Linked DNA regions of Mus musculus: all the other regions are linked to region 1. A link is a contact called in public ChIA-PET, Hi-C, HiChIP or PLAC-seq and capture Hi-C data. All regions are on one chromosome and are shown on one strand. Each heading gives the region's core, a stretch centred on a gene start, on an enhancer-like site or on the middle of the called end of the contact. The rest is flanking DNA. Distances are from core to core; before and after follow the strand shown.

Region 1 (3,195 bases), core at 461-2,960:
AACAAAGTTAGGGTGACAGAAACGCAAATACACCTAGCTGAGGTAGGATCAGAACAGACAGGTAATGTTTTAAAGTGCTTCAGGGCACTTAAAACATTTGTTTGTTTGCAAGCCTGAAAACTAGGGTCCAGACCCCAGGACCCTAAAAGGAAGGAATCAATGTCTATAAGTTGTCCTCAACCTACACACACCACACACACAGACACAGACACACACAGACACACACACAGACACACACACAGACACACACACACACACACACGCTTTATTTTTTAATGAAAAAGTTGAAAATTAAAAAAAAATGATGCCTTAAATTACATACAAAGACAAGCGATTACTAATGAAAAGACATTAAATATTAAGGGCTCTTTCCTCTCACTTTATGTAATATTTTAAATTCAGCATCTGCCAGAAGTTCAATTTTAATATAGTCATGTTTCAAAGGTCAACCTTTTCTTGGTGTCCAGTGTTGTCTAAATCCCGTTTTTTGATATCCTTTATATCCTGATGGATGTCATTTTGCACTATTAACTTACACATTGCATGGTCACAGAAGCATGCATTCCTGTAAGCCTTCCTTTACCCAGGCAGAACAGCAGAACTCTCATTCTTTCTTCAAACTCTGCAGCTATCGCTCATGTATGTGACTGTGGACAAGGCATATCTATCTATCTGTCTGTCTGTCTATCTATCTATCTATCTATCTATCTATCTATCTATCTATCTATTTTTCTATCTATGCCTCTCAGCACTTTCTAACACTCTTAATCCTAACATTACATATTGGGTTGTAATCACCCTAATTGTTATGGCACCTTCTCATGACAAGGCTCATTCTATCACGAACTTTCTTTTTTTTGGATTGAAATTACAACTCAAAGAATTTTGGGTTCACTCCTGTGGTAAATGTGTGGGTATAAACATGGGTTTTCTTTACCAGCAGGTTGTTTTGTTTCTTAGCTTGGATAATGAGTCTTTGGGTTGCTTAATAATATATAGCTGAACTTTGCCTTTCTATGAGTTCTGTCTTGGATTGCGTTTGCTGTTTGTAAACGGGGGGGGGGGATCCAATCTTTTTTTTTTTTTAAAGATTTATTTATTTTATGTCTACGAATACACAGTAGCTGTCTTCAGACACACCAGAAGAGAGCATTCGATCTCATTACAGATGGCTGTGAGCCACCATGTGGTTGCTGGGAATTGGACTCAGGACTTCTGGAAGAGCAGTCAGTGCTCTTAACTGCTGAACCATCTCTCCAGCCCCCCACCCCACATCTCTTCTTAAAATAAAAAAAAATTAAAAAAAAAAAGTAACTTTAATTTGTCTTTGAGGTCAAACTCTTTGACTAGGAGACTGTCAGATCTCTGGGGGAAAGGCCCTGGGTTCAAATACAGGCTGTGACTATTACTAGATGATTTTCTGCAGTGAAGAAAGTTTATGAGATCTGTCTCTGAACACAGTCTCAACCGAGCAAAAGTCTGTAAATCTTCCTTCAGCAGCAAGCGGATGGGTAACAGACTTCCCCTCAGTCTCGACCGCCCCTCCCCCCCCCCCCCCCCCCCCAAAAAAAAAGAGGGAAAAAAAACTTGCTCTTTTTTCTACAGGAGAAAACCAATGGCTGAGGTTTTGCACATGCGCACAAGGACTTTGAGCCCGCCCGCCGGCCCCGCCCTCCAGAAAGTCACGTGGACGAATCGGAGCGTAAGCCTAAGGTTCAGGCCTGTCACGTGACAGGTATCTCTACTTCTCGGGGATGGAGCCGGAAGAGGGGACGCCGCTTTGGCGGCTACAGAAGCTGCCTCCGGAGCAGGGCGCCGGGGTGAGGGGTTTGTGAAGGGCACGGGAAGGCCGGGGTCCGGACTATTCTTCTTGGGCCCCTGGAGACACAATGGCGGCCTAAGGACTTTACGCGGTTTAGGAATGGCCCAGGCCTGGGTGCGTGTGGGGTCTTCTTGCTTCTAGAAAGCTCGGGTGGTAGAGCCCGAGATCTGCTGCGTCCGCAGTCTTTGAGTTCAGGTCTCCCGAACGCCCCTTTCTGTGTGAGGTCCGGCGGATGCAGTGAGGAGTCGAACCCGGTGGGACCTGTTCCCTGGAGGGCGGGAGGAACCAACTCCTAACCAGAAAAGGAGTAGCCACTCAAGTTTGGCCAAGAGGTGATCGCAGCCGCTGAAAACAGCTCACCCATAAAGCCAGGCTTGTGGAGACCAGAGACAGCCAACCAGGGTTTCTTGCAGCACACCCAGGGTCCAGACCTCTGTGAAAGTGATTTGATGGTGGCACTCTGCCCTGCTCAGGCTTTCAGAAGTCTCCACTGTGGCCCTTCTACCCAAAGTCGGCTTCAGTTGTAGATGAAAGAAATTTAACGCCACTCCCTCCGTTCTTTAGAAAATGTACTTTAAACATTTTCTTTGATTTTACAAATGAGGACAGTGAAATATGTCAGCCACAGGTTTCCAGCAAGCCAGGGCCAAAGCTCAAACCTATCTATGGACTGTGTCTCCTAACTTTCAGGGTGTCTTTCCTCCTATATAGAGATGGCCAAAACATTTGACTCCTGAATCTGAGAGCTGAGCCAGCTGTCTTCTTCCTGGGCCTCTGCCTTTTGCCACAGCTATGGGAAATCCCTGGTTTGGGTCTCCACTCCCTTTTCACAGCATTGGTTGTTGTGGTGTCACCATCCTTCTTTACCAGGCCACTCTATTTAAGAAACTCTGGGTTTCATCCTTGGACCTCCCCTTTTCAACCTCCTTTACCTGTTTATGGTCTCTGCCTCTATAGTCTCACACTTACTCCTGCTCACAATATCTTGGCAAAGTTTTGGAAAAATAATGTAATTACTTACAGGAAAGTTGAGTGCAGATTAAAGCCTTCACTCCTTTCTGTTGTATGCAAGGCCTTCTGTGATTTGGCCCCTACTCGCCTTTTCAAAGGTCCTCTGCCCTTTCACCCTTGTCTGCCTTTCCAAAGATGCAATTCCCACTCCTGCGCTGGGGTTTTATTTCCAGTCCTGTGTGCGGGCACATTGCGTTGGCTGGGAATGCCTAATGGCCACTCATCTTTTCAATTCAGCTCTTTCCTTGTTCCTTTGCACCCGTCATAAACACCTTTTCTATCCCCTCTCCTCTACCACACGCACTTATTTATATGTGTACTTTTTTTGATAGATTGGAACTCTGTTATGGTAGAGCATCATT
Region 2 (3,195 bases), core at 285-2,784, 700 kb before region 1:
GAGAAATAGCACAGGGAGGCACTGCTTTTAAGTCCTGAGCCGTGTCGGGGAGGAGTCTTACTGCACACGTGACTGCACACGTGATCGCGAGCGTCGTCTTCAGGTTGGCTGCCTGATTCACTGTTCAACCTCAGCTCCACAGAGTCCTCCTTTGAGAAGTCCTCCTTCCTCATCAATCTCTCTTTCATTACCCCAGTTTATTTCAGCCAAGACATTTCTCACCTGTGAAATGGTTTCTTTGCTTACCGGTATATTGGTTTTCTCCCTATGTAAAGGCTCCACTGTGGAGGTCAGAGGCTAAGTGTCTTTCTCAATTGCTCTCTTCCATATTATTTGAGATAAAGTCTTTCATGGAACCCGGAGCTGGCCAGTTGGGCTAGATTGACTGGCCAAGCTATGCTTGGTTCTGCCTCCAGCTCTGGAGTACAGGTGAAAAACAGCTTCCTTCCTTCCTTTCTTTCTCTTCCCTTTTTCTTTCTTTCTTTCTTTCTTTCCTTTTTTTTTTTTTTTAAAAACATGGGCTCTACCTGATCAACCTTCGGCATAGCAAGCATTTTACAAATTAATTTCTCTCTCCATCCCAAAGGCGAACTCAGTCTTTTATTCCCATGGACTATTATGAACATTACAGTCCTATCCTGTGTCTCTCTCCTTCTGAGAGGTCCTCATATCCCTGCCCTGGCTGGCCTGGAAACCACTATGTTTACCAGACTGGCCTTAAATGCTTAGAAATGGGCTTGCCTTTGCCCTCTCAGCTGGAATAAAATATGTGGGCCACCATGCCTGTCTGACAGTACAGGATGGATGAGATCAGATAACAGTGGCTAAGACTCAAGACTACCATCAAAGACAACTTAGACTTGAAAGTAGGGAATCAAACCCAGGGCCTTGTGCATGTTAAGCAAACATTGTACCACTGATCTACAGCCCCAGCCTTTCCAGGACAGCTTCTCAGTTAGCTAGCTAGCTAGGTGACAAACGGCACGTTCTTTCCTGGAGTCTAAGAATTTTACAGTATTTAAAGTGAATAACTTGAAGGTTGTTTTCATTATTAGTGTATCAACAGTAATAATGTAAGTGGGTGACCCTATGCTAGGCTCTGATGCTTCAGGCTTGTCAGTCAAGCCACCCATTCTTCTATCACCCCAGAGCACAGCATCATCCGGTTTCGCCCGCGAGGGGCTAAGCGGAAGTGGAGGTCGGTTCTTAGCCACCCACAAGTGCTATTGCTACCGGCTCTCCGAGCCGGGGACGAAGGAGCATTTTTCTGGACGGTTCTCTTAGGATGGGAAGTCCGGACTTAGAGAGACCCCACGCCGCGTCTGTCTGGATAAGAGACGCTCCCTGGAACTTCGGCCGCAGGACCGCGAGCTCCGATTCTTCCCTTTGGCTTTGAAATCGCGGAAGGAAGGTGGGACACTGGCGCTGTGGGCAGCGGAGGGCAGAGGCGGCGCGGCGAGGGGGCGGGGCCAGGGAGGAGCCGGGCGGTGGGCGTGGCCGATGGGTTTGGTCAGCGCTTGCCGAGCTCCGGGCTCCGCAGTTTGGACGTCGCTCTGTCTTGGCTTGTCTCGGCACGCGCTCCGTCAAGGTAAGAACCAAGGGACTCTCGGCGCTCACGGAGTTGGCCTCCACCTGCGGGAGACTGACCTTAGTGGGATTAGGGAGGATTTTTCTACCCTTCTCACGGAGGTGAGAGCGGACTCTCTGCGTCAGGTCAGAGGCCCGTCCCCCTTGGGCCAGGAAGAAGGGACAGGTGCGCTCCCCTGATGGCCGCGCCTTCCCCGGTGGCTGCAGATCTGAGCCCTTTTGGACTTGGTATCTGAGCCGAGAGGACTCGCGATTGAGTTCCTTTCCCAGTTGAGCGGCAGGGGGCCTTTCTTCTTTCTGCTTGTCCCGCGGTAAAGTTCGAATCCAGGAAGACAGTCCACAGTTGCTTGTGCCCGAGCAGGTGCACGTACTTCTTTAGCTATTTTTCTCTTCTGGAAAGTGGTATCTGGATCTTGATAAACAGGGACTCGAAGAATCAAAGTGGGAAAAACTACGTGGACCTTGTCCCGAGACTGTGCAATTTCCCCTGGATCTGACATTTCTTAACTTTTTCCTGTCGTTGGCGAATATGTTTCTGTGTACCAGGTCCCATTCGGGCTTATCTTTGGAAAGTGGAATATTTGGTTAGAAGAGTTGATCGCAGTGTTAAATTGGGACAACTGGGTGGCTGGCTTGGTTAAGTGGGTTTGGAGCCTATCCAGACAGAATAGTTGCATGCTTTAAGCAGAGGTTTTACATTTTTCCAGTGAGTTCCCATTTTCCTCTAAGGAAACTCTGACAACCTATTCCCGTCTATATAATTCTTTTACAGAGCCGAGGCGCGGTAGGAGGAAGCATCGAGTCTCCTAAGTAAGATTTGGGATTTAATAGCTGAGTGATCGACACTGTAGCTCTGTGGTCTATAGACTCAAAATAAGGAAGAGCTTGATTTTTTTCCGCGAGGCGGGGGTTGGGGGGAGCTGTGGCTAAACTTACACATTAAGTATTTGAAAACATCCATGTCGTCCAGTTACATTTTCATTGTTTAAGACAGACCTATCTTTTCGCCATACACTTATGAATCCGATCACTATTCCTCTCCTTGCCAGCTCAGGGGTGCTTTCTGTAGGGTGCCTATGTAAATCACCCTCGTTCTTCCCACAAGGGTGTGTGCCTTCGGGTTTGTGGAATTGTGTGGGGACAGGTATTGTAAACACATGCAAATCAGTGAAGCGCTCTAGTAGGCGATACCTTTGCCCTACATGGATCTTTGGCCTAGAGTTTCCCTCTCTTTCTAGATTGGAAAGAATCTAGGGTGGGAATGCAAGGTTTAGCATTGCCACACTGTTTTCTTGATTCCCTTACAACAAGGTGGTCTTGTTTACAGACAGGGCTGGGGCTATGTGTAACCTCTCTCCCTACAGCTGATCCTTAAAGGAGGATGGAGATACTGTGGACAATTACTGGCACATTTGTGTTCTTGAAGAATGCCTGGCCTCCCCCTATCCCCCCCCTCGCTCCCCCCCCTCCCCGCCCCGCACCCAGGGCCTCTAACCACACCTCTTCCTACAGGTTCTCCAGGCTGCCCTGGTTGGTGCCTCTCTTCCTTCCCTGCACCCATCCTACTAGATTTTGGCATTTACTTCACCCCCCCCCCACTCCCTCCAC
Region 3 (3,195 bases), core at 302-2,801, 640 kb before region 1:
GAGAGATCAGCAGTTTCCCTCAGAAGTGGTATTGTCTGCTTTAATTTATTTATAAAACTTAGCTCTCAGCAGTGCTTAGCAATATCAACAAGACAATTTCCATAAAAGTTTTCTTCATTGAAATTTCACAAGCCTTAGCTCTCAGCAATTTTTAGTGGTAATCAAAAGTCAAGCTTGCATCAAAGTTTTATTTAGCTCTTTTTTCCCCCACTGAATATATTCAACAGACTGTGCTGGAGGGACCGAAGGCAATTATAAAAGGTTGGCTTCCAGAAAGCTTGGGAAGTAGCGCAGTTGAAGTCAACTGGTTCTCCCCACCTCTCTCTTCCCATCCATCTGCTTTGAAGTGACTGACTTGTCTTTGCCACGCTGTAGTCAGCTTCTTATAGAAGTTTCTTTCCTAAGCATGCTGATGTCACAGTCACAGTTTATGCGGTGAGCATTTTGTCTCTGTTGGACCAGGAACTGCCAGGCTTAGAGATCCTTAGAGCCCTGGAGTTGCTTCCTTGAAATTTCATTTTCCTCTAAATGTCGGTTGATAAGAATAGGGATGATGCTGGGAGATAAGCATGCTCAAACTCTCGAGCACGCGCGCGCGCGCGCGCGCGCACACACACACACACACACACACACTCTAACCTCCAAAGCATACACACACACAGAGGCACATACACCCTATCCCCCAACACACATACATACATATAGCCTATTCCCCAAAAGACCCGCATACACATACCCTATCCCCCAAAACACACATACGAGAGAGAGAGAGAGAGAGAGAGAGAGAGAGAGAGAGAGAGAGAGAGAGAGAGAGAGAGAGAACAAAGAATAGGAATGGTTGATCTTACTTGGAGACTGTTTAAAAAGAGATCAAATTTAGGGAATGGATATGCTTTAGCTACAAACACAGAAATTGTGATTTTTAAAAATTTATTATTTATTTATTCACTTTACAACCCAATGTTGGCCCTTCCTCTCCTCCCAGTTACCCCATCATGCATGTCCTCCCCCCACATTCCACCTTCCTCTTCTCTTTTGAAAAGGAAAGGCCCCCCCCACTGGGTGTCACCCACCCTACTCACACCCCCCTTTCCCCCACAGTTTTCTTTGATGTATAGATAGGGGTTGGGAAAGGTCTGGCCTTCCAAGACCAAGCACATGAGAATGGTTAAACAGAGAGAAGACACTCTGTGCATAGGGGACAGCATGTGCAAAGGCCCTGAGAATAAAACTGGGCTTGGCGAGACTAGAACTTTTATGGTCCCAGACCTGTGTGGATGTATATAATAAATAGTGATATGGAGGGATAGTTGGTGTGTCATAATGAGTAATTATACATTTTTAGAGCTTGAAGAGACTTTCAAAAATGGCCTCCAGGTGTTCCAGTTTGGGAAACTGAGGATAAAGAGAAGATTTGCTTCAGGTCACCTGATTAACTGGTTAACTGATTTCCAGCCTAGACAGAAAACCCCTCGTTTTCTGATTACACCACCTCAGTTCAGGAGAGGATGTGTGTGGGTTGTGCAAACAAATGAAAGCACTCTACCGTATCAGATAACCGCCGTGTGAAGTTAGAGCAGATCCCAGCAGCCTCAGCATCTCACTCGGGGGAAGAACAAGTGACTGGTGGGGCTCTGGGTTCCATCCCAGCTCCAGGTAGGAGGGTGTGTGTTCCTGCTTTCCCTGACCAGCTAGCAGTACATAGTGGTTTCCCAAACTGTTGTTGGATAACTTAAGCGTGTCACAGAGTAAGTACTTCACAGTATTAACTCAGGACAGCGTCTGCTGTTTATGACTGCAGGGCTGTGATCAGAAAGTATGTGGGGAAAGCAGAAATATCATTAGACACCGTCACGTAGCTGCCCTTTTCATTTAGTTCCTTTTTATTGTTTTTGAGGACATCTATTATTTATATTAAGAAAGGTTTTTTAAAGCATTTACTGATGTTAATCTCTCTCCGAGTAAAAAGTGGACATTATTAGTATATACCAGAAGACATACATGACAGAAAAAGTAGACGTTATTATATACCAGGAGATGTCACATGACAATTTTAAAAAGTGGACATTATTATTATACACCAGGAGACATCACATGACAATTTGAAAAAAGTGGAACTACCCTTTGAATTGTTTTTCACAAGTAGCAAAGTATAAGCAGAAGGGGACTTAGAAGCCTGCGTGTCACACAAAGTGACCTCAGTGGGGTGGATTGTTTTAATTTTATCAGGAAAATCCTAACACTGCTAGCTTTGGGCTTTGTGAGTAGACTGTACATCCAAGATAAATGTTGAAGTTTAATAATTACCAATGACAACTGTTATCTATTTCTTAGACCAACTTTATGTTTGTCTTTTTTGCTTTTAATTTTACAGTTCTTTTCTTTGTATGTACCCCAGAGGTGTCTCAAAGACAGGATGAGGTCACTATGTAGCTCAGGCTGGCCTTGAACTGCCCCTCCTTGCTGGGTTACAGGCATGAAATACTATTCTTGGCTTAACCTTTTTTTTTTCTCTTTCTCATTTTAGAAAACAATCGCCAAGATTTGCAAATAAATACGTTTGTAAGTTTCCCCAAAGAAAAATTGTTCAGAATGTGACAATATAGTTGTTTATCCAGTAAACAACTGACAAAGAAGCTTTACAGACTCTCTAGTGCTTTGTAGTCAGTTGTGGGGACAGCATTTCCCCCATTATATGGTATGCGAAAACAACAACAACAACCAACAATGCTTCCTATTCCATCTTTATTCCTAGATCCTTTGTGCAGAGCCACCTGCACTCACTGCTGCAGAAGGCATGCAAACCAAGCCTTCCCTTGCTGTCCAGACTGCAGCATGCACCCTCACTGAGGGTGGGGCGTAACCTACTGGTAGCAAGCACCATCATGTAATATATGGGGTTTGGCTCATTTTCCCAAGCACAGTGGCGGGCCAGTCAGTCGGTACCAAACAGGGGAAGCAGACTTATTAGAGAGTAAATTCTGGCTCAGCTCAGCTCACAGTCTGATTGAACCCCACTAATAACTGTAGGCTTCTGCTAGTTTCTCCTGCTGTCTGGACCCCATGGGGAAGGTAACCTGGCCTCCTCTCCTGCAGTTTCTGTTCCCTGTCTTTGTTGGCAGGGTTGTTTACAGATGCTGTGGCTTTCTAATTAGGCTGGATTCTTAGCTTTCCAGATGTGCTATGGTGCCATTG
Region 4 (3,195 bases), core at 257-2,756, 620 kb after region 1:
GTCGTCTTACTCTTCTCAAAGATATGACTAGGACAGCTGTAAGACAGATATGGTAAAATTACACCCTGCCTACAAATAGGCAAAATAAACATAATCTTGTGTGTTTTGCCTTTAAAATCCTTGAACTAACAATAGCCGAGAACTTGCCTCGAAAACTCTCTGGTCCTGGCCGTGTTTGTTTGTTTGTTTAAATAACAAGCCCATATCTTACTAAAATGAAACCTTGTGCCAAACTGGTGAATCTCTAGTAACACCAGACTCATAACAATTTAGGAATACTGAAGGTTTCTCAGTTACTCTTCTATTTCTGTGATAAAACACCATGGCCATTGCAATTTATAAAAGAAAACCTTTATTTTGCTGCTTAGTTTCAGAGGGTCAGAATTCATGACTAGCATGGCAGGGATCACAGTAATTGGTAGAAATGGTGTTGGAGAAATAGCTGAGACCTACAAGCAGGAGGCAGAGAATACTAATGGAGAAAATGACTTGGGATTTTGACAGCTCAAAGGTCACCTAGACAAACCTAATCCAAAAAGCCACACCTCCTCCAACAAGACCACACCTTCTTCAATGAGACCACTCCTCCTTAGGCTTCAAAAACAGTTCCAGCTACTGAGGGCCAAGTATTCAGATCTAAAAGCCTCGGGGCCATTCTAAATCATAAGAGATTGTTTGAAAAATTAAAAACCATGATACCATATCAAAATATGTTCTCCAGAAAGTATTAATGACAGTATTAAAGACTTTAAAGCTGATATATTTGTTAAAATACTTCTACACATGCCAATAATTTTTAATATTGTTTTAAATTCATATTATGAACATAGAACTGTTGAGATTTTTTGCCTTTAATATAAATAATATAACATCCCATCATATTATTTTAGTATTTAGAAATAATATTGTTTGCGAAATCAAGTTTGAGTTAGTTATACCCTTTATTGGTTCATCACCATCACATCGTCTAATTTTAAACTCCTAAAATTCTAAGTAATTATATTGCTATTTCTTTTTCAAAGGTCCCATCTTGGTCGTAAGACTACTTCGTCACCATTATAAGCATCTTGAAATAGGAGAGGCCAGATAGTTTAAAGGAGTTTTGACCTCTCTCTGTGGTTTTAAAAATAATCTCAAAGTTCCCTCATAACTTACGTGTAATTAAAAAAAACGTAAGAGAAAGCCCGTGGGCTTGTCAGAGAGTGCTGTGGTTTGGAAGAGAAGAAGCACCAACAGAAGAAATGATGCACTGGAGGGTGAGGATGCCTAGCTTCAAACTTTTCGTTTATACAGGGACATTTGACACAATGAAACACTCCTAAGGCCAGTCTCCTTGGTACTTCCTGTGGCGGTAAATGAGGTCATTTGATTGGTCAGATTGGAACATTGGAAGGTGTCATCTTCAAGTCCGTCACGCCCCTTCCTTTCCTCTAGGGCGGGAGCTACACAGGAAGTGCCTCTTTCACTGCGGGGTTATTGACAGGTACTGGATTCGCCTCGGCGCCATCTCTTTTTAGCTTTTGCCTGTGTCGTTGCTGGTAAGTACAGAGTTTCAGGGTTCAGTTTTTTATCAGTAGTTTGTAGAGATCATCTTTCATTGTTAATTACTGGCTGTACAACTAGTTCTGAGGGCTTTCTTAGTTAACTGCTTGTCGCCCCCACGCCACCCCCAGGGAAAAGGGACCATTTCGGTTGGATTTCCCCTCACAGCCTGATATCTTAGGATGTAGAGTGAATGTGGAAGGAAAATTCTGTTTCAAAATGAATCCTGGCATGATATCCACTTTCTTTTTGTTTGTGGAGACGGCCTGCTTGTTCGGTTCATTGGTAGCCCAGGTTAGCTTCGACCTCAAAGCATAGCTTCTGAGCCCTGTGGTCCTGGCCAGCTCAGCCGCAGTCACAAGCAGGAGGAAGTGAGTAAGGTTCCCGACTAGGGATTGTTTTCCTCACTGAGTGATTCGTCCACTGAAACATGGCAGTTTTTACAGAAGCTTACATTGGCTTCTATAGAGTCAGGTTTGGGCACCTTAGTCTATAAAAAAAGACTCGTGATCTTTGTAGCAAGGCAGCAAATGCAGTCTACTCAGGAGTGGGAGACTCCTAAACTTTTTTCCACTGATGGGCCTGGCCTGGAAATCTGTAGACATTATTTTTTTTTTAAGTAACTTTGTATGAGACAAAGATGGGATGAAGATGATAGATTATTTTCTTCTATGGAAGCAATTTATAATTCAAATTATTTTCTTTTGCTTTTTCTACATCAGGAGAAGTATCTTCCTGAACTGTTTAGTGTCAGTCCTAAGTAGGTGACATAAAAAGTAGACTCTGCTTTACTTTTTCATCATTTTATTATTCAATCAAGAGAGAGAATTACACAAAGACAAGTCTTGGACATATAGGACTTGTATATAGGTTTTAAAGTTGCTCCAAGCTCTTAATCTTCAGTTGGCTTTGCATTTGATAATTCTGCTCACTCTTGACAGTAATTCTGACTATTGAAATCCAAACTTACTTGACCACAGGAGCTACATAAAGATACCAAATTAGGAAGCTGGAATTATGAAGTCAGTTTTATAAGGAATGAGGACCATTCATGCTACTACTCAAATTTTCATAAGATTTTGGTATACTAAAAATAGCTTAAACTTTGTGCTTCAGTATTAGTTTACAGCAATGGAAGAACATAAACAGTATGGATGTGAGCCGGTGGAAAACTTCTTCAGGAAGATAATAAAGTTTTACTAGAGATGACCTAGAAATGAGATTTAATGTAGATGCCTTTAAGAGGGAAACAGATTCAAGAGAGACCCAGAGGAATGCAGCAGAGTGTTAGGGAGAGGTGCTGCTCAGTCGAGTCTTGGTTGAAACAGAAGACTGATCCAAAATCAGCATGTGTTGGGGGTATTTATGTTAAATAAATTTCAGAGAACCATCTAAGGGAATGAAAAAAAAATGATTTCATATATTTCATGACCATTTTACTACAGAAGTAAATATGGTAAAGGCTGGGAAACTTGAAAGAGGTCCATGAGATTATGATTTTATATATATATATATATAGGTGCAGGGGAGTAATAAAATATTAGAAATGAAAGCAAAATTGGGATATTGAAGGTAAATAAAGGATACAGAGGTGGGAAGGAGCAGGAGGAGGACAGAGTCGGACACATGAACCAAAACTAAGTTTGTATTAAA
Region 5 (3,195 bases), core at 507-3,006, 610 kb before region 1:
AGGTACCATGGGCATAGTGGGCTATATGAGCTAGGTCTTTTAAATGCACTCTATGAGACTTCCTTAATGACAGTTGCCAGACTATGTATTTCTCTGTAGTTTCCTTATCTTAATAGATAATTATGTAAACTACAGTGGCTTGGCTCTTGCATATGTCTTAGGAAACTATAACAAAATCCTTAGAAACACGGAATATGCCCAAAGGCTCAAACTTCAACTGATCTGAAATGACAGGACCAAAGACTATTGATAATATATTTCATGGAAGCCAGACATTCTTGGTGTAACTATAAATATACCTTATGGCTCACAGGATGTCAAGTAAGGATTGTATTCCTGGAGTTTGTAACTTGGATATGAGTATTTGGGTTATAGCGCCACTTGGAAATGTAATCTCATTGAAGAACTTTTCTCCTCTAGATGACTCCAGTGTGAGAGTCCCTCAGCATCTGCCAGGGATGGGAGTCCATCTTGTCATTACGCTGGGCAGCAAGGCTGAAGGCTGTCCTCAGAGTCCTTGCTTTGTGCCTCCCTATGCTTGGTTCTGTTTTGTTGGGGTTTGCCCACATTGGTTGGGTTAGTAACACATCTTCCATGTCCTCATGGAGGTTGAGACGAATGTGTTTCTGTTTGTTTGGGTCAATTAGGAACCCCAGATCTCTGCTGTTCTTGGGTCAGACCCAGGTCTACCAGGGTTTTCAGTAATGTAGTTTGACTTGTACACCTCTCAACAGTTTGGATACTAGAGGTTCAATTCTAGAGGTTCAGAAACAAACACACACACAGACACAGACACACATACACACACACACACACACACACACACACACACACACACACACACAGAGAGAGAGAGAGAGAGAGAGAGAGAGAGAGAAGAGCTGCTATTAAATAGCTATTACCAGTCTATTACCTCATCTATTTATTTGTTAATAACTCAATATATCTAAAGGGTCTGTACTTGTGTATTAATATTATTCAGCTGCACATCACTGTAACAAATCCCTGGTTAAAAAAATGATTTTGGCTTGTAGTTTTGGAGTTTGGGCTCCATGATATGTGATAGTATTGGTTTAGCATTGTTGTGAGAAAATGACCGTGGTGGGAACATGCACTAGAACAGGCCTGTTTGATCATAACTGGAAAGCTGGGAGGAAGGGGCTGGGCCACTCTAGACTCCTCCAGAGATGTGCCCCTGTGGCACAAGAACTTCCTATAAAGATGTTTCAGTAAGAGGTTGCTGGGCCTTCCAGTAGTGCCACTCTGGGCACCAAGCTGCCAGCACGCAGGCCTTTGGCACACAGAGTGAAAGGGTATTGGCACAAGGCACCCCGAGACCAAGTTCTGAGCACAAAGGAGATTTATTTGCCTCAGAGGGACAGAGGACAGGGAGTAAGGAACAAAGACAGGAGAGAGATAGAGGAGGAGGGAAAAGAGGAAGGGAACAAGGGAGAGGGGGAGAGGTGGGAAGGGGTATTTGTTCCATGGGAAGGGAGAGAGAGGCACAAAGACTACCTCTGGATAGAAGAGAGAGACATGTGACTCATTGGCAAATGGCAGTTTTTAAAGGCAAATGGAGAAATCATGTTTGGATGAGGAGTTTAATGTTGATTAGGTGAGCCAAAGGGGGCTTTTGATTGCTGGACTTCAATACTTTGATCACGGGACCTTGGTGGTCAGCCTCAGGAGGAGGAAGTGGCCAAATAAGGGAACAGACCTTGGTGGCTCGCTTTAGGAATAGTATCTAATGGTTTTTAGCAAGGCAGAGGGGATAGTGAAGGGGAAGGCCTGCCAGAGCCATGCTTGCTGTGCTCATGCTGACTAGAATGCCTTTGGTGTGGGTAGAAACCACAGTCTGTCTTAAGGATGCAAAGATCTTTTTCAGGAGTCTGTAGATGCTTCAGAAATAAGTCTCTAGAACAGGTTTCTAAGAGCAGCTTCCTGTGCCAGCATCCTCTCTCTCTCTCCTGATGCCTTTATCCTTTCCTGGGATCTGGATTTACAGTGTGAGGAGAGGACTACCTTGTTTTCCTGGGTATCTTACTATTTTCTTAAAGCCATATTGTAGCTCTCCAAGTTTCCTGCACCTGAACCAAGTTTCCCTCCCTTGCTTTCGCCATGGGGATCTAAAACTGGACCTTCTGTTTGTTGATAAATAAGAATTTTCTAATTTACACATTTTGCTAGTTTATAGTGTCTAACTAGCTAACTTTTCTTAACCATATTGTGTGTGTGTGTGCGTGTGTGTGCATGTGTGTGTGTGAGTGTGACAGTTCTGGACATCTGACACATATTTCTTATATCATCAGAAAAGCCTTAGAGATAAAATGAATCCCTTCCAATTTATTACCACATTTCAATTGCATTCATAAATAGCTTGATCATATGGTCTGCACTGACCATAGTACAGTTCTGTTGAATTTGGCCTCATTTCATAAAGTGTGATGCACAGTTTGATTCTTCCTAACCTTGGCTCATCACCACAGGCTCCAAAGTCATTACAGGGTATTGCACTTTACTAGGCATTCAGGTGCTCTCTAAAAACATTCAGGTGGCAGAATTCAGTCAGCTTTCTTATCTTGCGTTTTGCTTGTTGTGATTTTACCTTTCTCAACCAGGGGGGAGCCTTTGAATTCTCTTGTCTAAGGTGTCTGAGGCCAAAAGCCAGAAGCCTGTTGTGTGAATTTTGCGAGAAGAAGCAACACACACACACACACACACACACACACACACACACACACACACACACCCCTACTGAACTCACAACAGACCAAAATCCAACTTGGCGAACCAGTGAGTTTTATTGGTATCACTTATGGGAATATGGGTGAGGGGTCACTCATAGGAACAGATATGACTCCAAGATAGATACACCACCAAAGCCCACCTCAGCATGGGAGCCTAGAACACACTGCACAGCCTGCAGGCAGCTCCACAGACTGAAGAGCGTTCTTCCCAAGTGACTCCTCTGATCCAAACCTCTTTCAGACAGCTTGGTGAGTTTCAGCTTCTTCTTGGTGACCTGATAGTCTTTCATTCATCTTGTCTTGCCTGTGAGTGACTCTCAGCAATCTTTTACTGTTTATTCCTAGAGAGGGAGTAGATCAGCAAATCTGGTCAGTTTCAGGGACTTCCTGGAGCTTTTTTTTTTTTTTTTTTACTTCTTTACCTTCTGTGTTATGGAGCTTCCTTCAG
Region 6 (3,195 bases), core at 265-2,764, 580 kb before region 1:
TGGAGCTGGCTGCTGACTTCCCTCTGACCATGGAGAACCACCGATTTGGTTAAGAGTCTGTGCCGCCATATTGAAGGTTGGGCCGAAGGCTAAGCTCATTCCTTTTATAATGGATAAAAAAATGAAATATTCTCATCATAATGTGCCATATTCCTTCCAACTCCCCACATCACAAAACCATACACACTTTTTAATCAACTCCTTCAAGCAGCTGGTGATATGCAGGCATGCCTTACTATTATTGCTAAGATAGGCCCCACCTATCTTCTCCTTTTATCTGGATGAGCTGTGAAAGGAACCAGGGTGTGCTCAGGAAAGTTACAAGAAGGTTGAGTTCCTGTGTGAACAATTTGAAATACTCTTTCTTATCACATGTAGGTCTCAGGGGGCAGGATACATGTGTGTATGTGTGCATATGTGCCTGTGTGCATATGGGGGCTAGAGTTGATGCTGTGTGTTTTCTTCGATTGCTTTCCACCTTGTGTAGTGAGGTAGAATCTCTCATTGAACTCAGAGCTGGCTGATTTGGCTGGTCTAGCTAGCCAGTTTGCCCTCAGGATCTCTTGTCTCCATCTCCCAAGCACTTGGTTTACTGGTGGGAGACCGTGCTCTCTTGTCAATTATGTAACTTTTCTGGCTCTGAACTTGGGTCCTTATACTTCAGTGTCAAACACTTTGCTCACTGAGCCATTTCCATAGCCCATACAAATGCTTCCTATGGGAAAACAGAACAAATGAAAGGGAGCGCTCACGCTGTAGACTTGTTCATCCAACCGAGGTGCCAATGGGAACCTGTCAAAGCTGAGGCTAAATCTTTTCTTTTCTCTGTCCCTGTCTTTCTGTCTCTCTGTCTCTGTCTGTCTGTCTGTCTGTCTCTCTGCCTCTCCTGTCTCTGTCTGTATCTCTGTCTGTCTCTCTGTCTCTGTCTTTCTCTCTGTCTGTCAAGGTTTCTCTATGTAACCCTGGCTGTCCTGGAACTCTATGTAGACCAGGCTGGCCTTGAACTCACTCGCCTCTGCCTCCCAGAGTGCTGGGATTAAAGACTTTTGCCACCACACCTAGCTTCAGCCAGTTTTTAAAACAGATCTTTAGATTCTCCCCTAATCCCAAACCAAGTCTTTAGAGTCAGTCCTAAATCAGAGGGCCAAACATCCTAGTTTGGATATTCATGATCCTAGAAGTCGATTTTCCCTGTACCACTATGAGCCCTCCAGTAAGTAAAATTTCTTCTTGTATGGTCCTTTATTCCAGTATCAGCACAGGGAAGACAGTTTAAGTTGACTACTATGAAGGCCCCTTTTACCGAAATTCTGTGATTTCTTCAAAGTGTTTTCTAGACACACCCACAGCGTAGGTATAAGGAAGTGCTAACACTTCAGATCTGGATACAGAGCTCTGAAGTTTCTTATGTAGGCCACTGGGTTGTCATTCACACACTCTTGAGGTTTTCAGAACAGGAAATTAGGTGGGGTAAACTTTGCCTGTGAGAAACGTCACAGGCCAACAACTATGCTTTCAGTTGAAAGATGTGTTACCGTGAGTGGAACAGAGCTGAAGAACCAAGGCTTCTGTGTATGGCCAGCAAGCAGGGTCGCCATGATCCTGTCCTCTTGTGAGTAAGATGGGCTTTACCATTTAATGTCACAGCGTGTTTATGGGTGTGTTGCCTACTGGTGACCCCTAGGAGTGGGTTTTGCTAAAACAAGGAATTTGTGAAATCCTAAAGATGATTTCTTCAGATGTAGTGACAGGATTTTGTGGCTTAGTTAAATGTCCACTGCCTCTTGATAAAATTATATACTTGAGAATTGAGAATACAGATGACAATAGCAAAAAAAAAAAAAGTTGTGTACTTAGCATGTGTGGAAATTCGGTCAGTGTGATGGGATATGTTTGTTTTTTGAATGATAATGAACTCAGAGTTGAGGGTGAAGAGATCAGACTTTTCTGGTTTAGCCTCAGCTTTGACAGGTTCCCATTGGCACCTCGGTTGGATGAACAAGTCTACAGTGTGAGCGCTCCCTTTCTGCCTCCTCCTATAGCCGTCACAAGTAAACAGTGGGCAAAGCTGGCAAGCACATCAACTAATCTGAGAGTTGCTTTGAAAGACTTCAAGACGATTTTTGGAAGCACTCCACAGTTAAGACTCAAGAGAGGCTAATTATGTATAGGGGTTTAGGAAAGGAAAAAAAAAAGACGATCTCTGATTTTAATTCTAGATGCCCTGGGAATCAAACATCAGTAGAACTTAGTCATTCTAGATTAGGCCAGAATTCTGATTTATTTTTAGCTGGCAGTAGGAAAAAACTGACCGAATTTTACATATCTCTTTAAGCCACAGCACGTTATTAGGACCTCCAGACATTGGTAGGATTTATAAAAATAATCAAATGCTATTTTTGTTGTGCCTTCCTGAATATGATTTACAGTTTGATTCACTAAGAACAAAACAAGACAATAACAACAACAACAGCAACAGCAACAAAAAGGTTTCTTGTTATCAGAAATAGGCCAAGCAGCTCAAGACAGAAAAAGATACAAAGAATTGTCACGAGTCCCCACCTCCCCAAGGGCAGAATAATGTTGAGCAGATGCAGAATATGGACTTTTAAAGGCTTTGATTGTTTCTCATGAGATCAGAACCAGGGGAAGGAAGGCCATGTGTTATGACAGGAAAGGCTCAGCTACGTGTAAGGCAAGTAGATGCAGAGGCTGTCTAGGGATGAAGTGGGAGACTACTTATCTATGGGGTCTTAGATTTCCCCGTGGCCTGGGGGGGGAGGAATGGTTTTAATGCAATGTCCCTGTACCATCCAGTGTCTGTCTGTCTGTCTGTCTGTCTGTGTCCTTCTGCCATGAGCCATAGCTAAACCACTCCATTTTCTTCTGCGTGAAATAATGAGTATTCGCCATTGACAAGGCACCACCAAGTGCCCTCCAGGGTGTTTTAAACTTAAGGATGCTTATTTGTATGCGCCAAACACATTGACTGTTCAAGGGGCTGCCATGGTGACCTGGAGTCACAGGCTGCTGGAAGGGAAGAGGAGGTAGTTGTATAGAGTGGGGTTTTGATCATAAAGGAATGATGGTGGCCTCTGAACAGGGTCCAAGACACTCCTCCAGTGAGGTTACATTTGTGAAGTGTTGGAATTGCCAGTGTGTTTGGCAGCTAAGTTACCGTGAGAGCAAACTCAG
Region 7 (3,195 bases), core at 197-2,696, 540 kb before region 1:
AACAAGGAACAGTGAGAATTATATTGCATAAAAATGACTATGATTCAGGGTCTTAGTTTAAGAATGTTGGAAGGAGGACTTCAGGGTGCTATGGGTACATCTATCATTCCTATATGTAAGATCTTATGTAATTAGCAAGGCAGTTGGCAATTATGCTCTTTACTTTTTCAGGAAAAGATCAACTTTTTTGAACAAAATATGGCATAAGCCACACCTATTGCATAGTGGGTTTTTTTGTTTGTTTTGTTTTTGTTGTTTTTTTGTTTTGTTTTGCCAAGTTTTGAGCACTTTAGGTAATCGAATGAGAAACTACACACTCTGTCTGGCCTCTTCCTGTTCTCACCACTTTGAATTTCGTCTACTGTGTTGGGTGTGGCCAGCTCATTTTCCCTGGGACGGAGGGCTACACTGTCAGGGTTGCTACCTCCTTTACACAGCTATTAGGGTTGTCCCTCAGGCTTAGCTCTTACAAGTACTATAGTTATGAAAGCTCTCGTTTATGTTTAGATGATAAATGTTCAGTTAGGCCCTGCTGTAAGTATAGTTTAGAGTAGTTTTGTCTCATCAAAGGCTAGTCACAATGTTTGAGATTTCCTAGGCAGAATCAATTTTCCAAAGAATCTATACCAAATTCCACTCCTATCAGCAATGTATAGGAATACCAGGCCTATAGTTTCACCCTTGGTAAAAATTCCCTTTAGCCATTTTGTTAAGTGTTTGACGGTATTGGTTTATGGTTTAATTTTGATCCCTCACGATTAGTTATTTTGGCCACGGTTTAATAGGTATAGCAGTCATTTAGATATTCTGTTTTATGAGGCCTGCTGAAGCCAGAAGAGGGACAGAGTTGGGTTTCCTTGAGATGGAGCTCAGAATGGTTTTGAGCCAGCTTGTGGATGCTGGAGATTGAACCCTGGTCTTCTGCAGGAGCAGCAAGCACTCTCAACCACAGGGTCAACTCTCCAGATAAGCAGACAAAATTATGAGTTGTAGTTTATTAATATTTTCCTGTGATAATATTCTATCAAGAAATTCTGTGCCACTGTCAAGGTCATAAATCCGTTTCTCCTGTCACCTTTACAACAGCATTTCCCTGCTGAGTTGGGGACTACTTATCATCATTAATAATCCTGCTAAGTGCATTGTCCTAAAGTTCCAGCAGGTGGCGGTGTTGCTGTAGGGAAAGTTAGGTGCTAAAAAAGTTAAGCTTGCATAGTTTCAAGGGTATTATTTTATAAACAGTTCTTTTTCTCCCCCTTCCTGGCTTGCTTATGAGAAATGAGAAATATACAACAACACAAATTTCACCTTAAACACATGTTTAGATATATGTTGGTTAACAGCCTGGTAATGGACATGTATACAATTACATATATTAGACCCATCCCTAAGGAGAGGCTACGCAAGGCAGGAAGGGTGTTTTAGCAGTGGAATGAGAACAGTAGGAGAAACTGAAACAACAAGAGGAAGTACCTCCGGAAAAGAAAATGCCCCACCCTTAGCACTATAACAAATCCAGGCTGGGGACATCCATGCTTTAGGTCCCACCACTAGTTTTGTTTAGAAAAGTACATGGATATGTGTAATATTATGTTTTGATAGTCTCAGTGCTATATATTCTTGTCTCCAAGCAGGCAATTCTTTTAACCCTTGACATCTTGGATTATATATTGTTACAGATCCTTACCTGTATACCTTTAACATCTATGTAAAACAAGGAGATAGGACTGGATAATTCTGAAATCTTTCGCTCTCCCTTTCTGTCCTTTAACCATCCTTCCTTCACTTTTTAACACGAGTCCTTTGCCTTTCTAGAAAAGTGGGAGATAGATCCATCAGAGTTGGCTTTTGTCAAGGAGATCGGAAGTGGTCAGTTTGGGGTTGTCCACTTAGGAGAATGGAGAGCACATATCCCGGTCGCCATCAAGGCCATCAATGAAGGTTCCATGTCTGAAGAAGACTTCATTGAGGAAGCCAAGGTGATGATGTAAGTGCAAGGTCCTGCCCCACGTACTCACGGCCCCGCCCCTCAGAGTCTCAGACAGAACCTGGACTTTAGAATCAGACACACCTGCACCTGGCTCACGACTCTGCCCAAGACATTGTGTAACCCTGGCAAATTACTTAACCTCTGTGTGACATGCATGAACTATGTCATCCTCAAGTCTATAGAGTCCTCACCTATACAATTGGAAACAACGGGTACTTCTGACATTGGATCGCTGTGTGAGTTAATGAAATGGTCAATGAGAAAGACAAGGAAAGTATATTATGCTTAGCTTAGTGGTAGGTGCTGAGTAAATGTTAGATAAGGGGCTTCTTGAATGAGACAACCTTGGCTGGGAACTCAGGGATCAGACTTTCTGAGGGTGAAGAGTTGAGTGAACAGGAGAAAAACTTCTCACAGGCAGAGACGCGTGTGGGTAGAAATGTGTGTTCCTGCTTCCTGTCATGGTACTTTCTCTACACACGTATTAGAGACGTGTCATAACTCACTGCAGGACAACTGGTAGATATATTTACATTTGTAGCTAGTAAAGCTATTTTCTTGGGACCGGAATGTTCCCCGAGGCTCATAAGACTTGTGAAGCTAATACAACTTAACATGATTCAGGAGTCCAGGAATTTGTAAGAGTCACGAGCCCCTCCACAGGGTTACAGGAACAGTTAGTAATTGCTAGGAAGAGGACTTCCTCTAGCAGGCTAAAAGTTGTGCAGGGAGAGCCAGGTGCGTGGGTGGATTCCTGCGTGCGTGCGTGCGTGCGTGTGGTGGTGTTGAATTGGAGAAGCCTATTAGAAGAATTAAAGATGACAAAGTAGTCAGGTAAATGTGTAAGGCTAGAGTTGGAGAGAGGTCAGGGTAGAGGGCACGAATTTGAGAATGGTTCCCCAGAGATGATATTGAGAACCATGAAACTTGATTCTGTTAGCGACGGAAGAGAAGAGTTGGAAAAGGATATCAGGAGATGTCCTGAGCTCCCGTGTCTCAGGATGCTCTTTCAAGGGAAGACACGGGAGCTGAGGAACTTTGCAAGAAGGCTAAAAAAACTTGAAAAGAATTAAATCCATCTACCAGTGGTCCTATAGTGATTTGTGGAATGTCTAACCAGGGACTGATCCGTGTGTAGAGAAAGTAACATCACAGGAACACACATTTCTATTCACACGCTTCTCTGCCTGTGTGAAGTGTTGGTC

The links. Hi-C and Micro-C count contacts between places; a contact is called where the count stands out from the background. ChIA-PET counts read pairs in DNA pulled down with a chosen protein or histone mark. HiChIP or PLAC-seq counts read pairs in DNA pulled down with a chosen protein or histone mark. Capture Hi-C pulls out chosen DNA fragments and counts their contacts.
Region 2: a capture Hi-C map of embryonic stem cells shows a contact between it and region 1, with 2.9 times the contacts expected there. The contact joins the promoter of Tec here to the promoter of Commd8 in region 1. A contact is called at or near these places in 6 of 39 promoter capture datasets (the C10 cell line, the HPC-7 cell line, cranial neural crest and 3 more), 5 of 115 datasets of contacts at active chromatin or transcription factors (the 230-238 cell line, astrocytes, embryonic stem cells and 1 more) and 3 of 9 other capture datasets (adipose tissue, embryonic stem cells and liver).
Region 3: a Hi-C map of B cells shows a contact between it and region 1, with 5 read pairs. The contact joins the enhancer-like site here to the promoter of Commd8 in region 1. A contact is called at or near these places in 1 of 39 promoter capture datasets (pre-B cells), 1 of 484 Hi-C or Micro-C datasets (B cells), 1 of 115 datasets of contacts at active chromatin or transcription factors (large pre-B cells) and 2 of 9 other capture datasets (embryonic stem cells and liver).
Region 4: a contact with region 1 is called in an H3K4me3 HiChIP or PLAC-seq map of stem cell-derived neural progenitor cells, with 5 times the contacts expected there. The contact joins the promoter of Cox7b2 here to the promoter of Commd8 in region 1. A contact is called at or near these places in 7 of 39 promoter capture datasets (the 3T3-L1 cell line, cranial neural crest, embryonic stem cells and 3 more), 3 of 484 Hi-C or Micro-C datasets (all in embryonic stem cells), 3 of 115 datasets of contacts at active chromatin or transcription factors (embryonic stem cells and stem cell-derived neural progenitor cells) and 1 of 9 other capture datasets (embryonic stem cells).
Region 5: a contact with region 1 is called in an H3K27ac HiChIP or PLAC-seq map of microglia, with 7 times the contacts expected there. The contact joins the enhancer-like site here to the promoter of Commd8 in region 1. A contact is called at or near these places in 6 of 39 promoter capture datasets (the HPC-7 cell line, cranial neural crest, hippocampal neurons and 3 more), 5 of 484 Hi-C or Micro-C datasets (the G1E-ER4 cell line, cerebellum, forebrain and 2 more), 3 of 115 datasets of contacts at active chromatin or transcription factors (the 230-238 cell line, large pre-B cells and microglia) and 2 of 9 other capture datasets (adipose tissue and liver).
Region 6: a contact with region 1 is called in an RNA polymerase II ChIA-PET map of memory CD8 T cells, with 48 read pairs. The contact joins the promoter of Txk here to the promoter of Commd8 in region 1. A contact is called at or near these places in 7 of 39 promoter capture datasets (the HPC-7 cell line, cranial neural crest, frontonasal cranial neural crest and 4 more), 1 of 15 datasets of contacts at CTCF or cohesin (large pre-B cells), 13 of 484 Hi-C or Micro-C datasets (CD4 T cells, CD8 T cells, the G1E-ER4 cell line and 9 more), 6 of 115 datasets of contacts at active chromatin or transcription factors (astrocytes, large pre-B cells, memory CD8 T cells and 2 more) and 1 of 9 other capture datasets (liver).
Region 7: an H3K4me3 HiChIP or PLAC-seq map of bone marrow-derived macrophages shows a contact between it and region 1, with 3 times the contacts expected there. The contact joins the enhancer-like site here to the promoter of Commd8 in region 1. A contact is called at or near these places in 16 of 39 promoter capture datasets (the 3T3-L1 cell line, 3T3-L1-derived adipocytes, the C10 cell line and 11 more), 27 of 484 Hi-C or Micro-C datasets (the G1E-ER4 cell line, the HL-1 cell line, the N1E-115 cell line and 12 more), 3 of 115 datasets of contacts at active chromatin or transcription factors (astrocytes, bone marrow-derived macrophages and embryonic basal ganglia) and 1 of 9 other capture datasets (embryonic stem cells).

What each region holds. Positions count from the first base shown.
Region 1 is chr5:72,166,704-72,169,898 of GRCm38.p6, reverse strand. It overlaps Commd8 (COMM domain containing 8), which reads left to right and starts at 1,710. Exons shown (of 5, transcript NM_178599.5): 1 at 1,710-1,820. The coding sequence starts at 1,755.
Region 2 is chr5:72,866,787-72,869,981 of GRCm38.p6, reverse strand. It overlaps Tec (tec protein tyrosine kinase), which reads left to right and starts at 1,534. Exons shown (of 19, transcript NM_001113460.2): 1 at 1,534-1,588.
Region 3 is chr5:72,811,432-72,814,626 of GRCm38.p6, reverse strand. All of the region lies in intron 3 of Tec (tec protein tyrosine kinase), which reads left to right. Among named protein-coding and RNA genes, the nearest start is that of Tec, 55 kb to the left of the region's middle. Within about 2 kb of position 1,551, at least 64 of the 459 cell types and tissues checked have an H3K27ac peak or open chromatin away from gene starts, as enhancers often do. A contact at or near this core is called in B cells and pre-B cells, where this site is marked.
Region 4 is chr5:71,546,516-71,549,710 of GRCm38.p6, reverse strand. Cox7b2 (cytochrome c oxidase subunit 7B2) reads left to right here and starts at 1,506. Exons shown (of 3, transcript NM_030052.3): 1 at 1,506-1,538.
Region 5 is chr5:72,774,917-72,778,111 of GRCm38.p6, reverse strand. The region is part of intron 9 of Tec (tec protein tyrosine kinase); the gene reads left to right. Among named protein-coding and RNA genes, the nearest start is that of Txk, 24 kb to the right of the region's middle. Within about 2 kb of position 1,756, at least 5 of the 459 cell types and tissues checked have an H3K27ac peak or open chromatin away from gene starts, as enhancers often do. A contact at or near this core is called in microglia, where this site is marked.
Region 6 is chr5:72,751,096-72,754,290 of GRCm38.p6, reverse strand. Txk (TXK tyrosine kinase) reads left to right here and starts at 1,514. Exons shown (of 15, transcript NM_001122754.2): 1 at 1,514-1,612. The coding sequence starts at 1,597.
Region 7 is chr5:72,709,037-72,712,231 of GRCm38.p6, reverse strand. It overlaps Txk (TXK tyrosine kinase), which reads left to right. Exons shown (of 15, transcript NM_001122754.2): 10 at 1,816-1,987. Among named protein-coding and RNA genes, the nearest start is that of Txk, 42 kb to the left of the region's middle. Within about 2 kb of position 1,446, at least 27 of the 459 cell types and tissues checked have an H3K27ac peak or open chromatin away from gene starts, as enhancers often do. A contact at or near this core is called in bone marrow-derived macrophages, where this site is marked.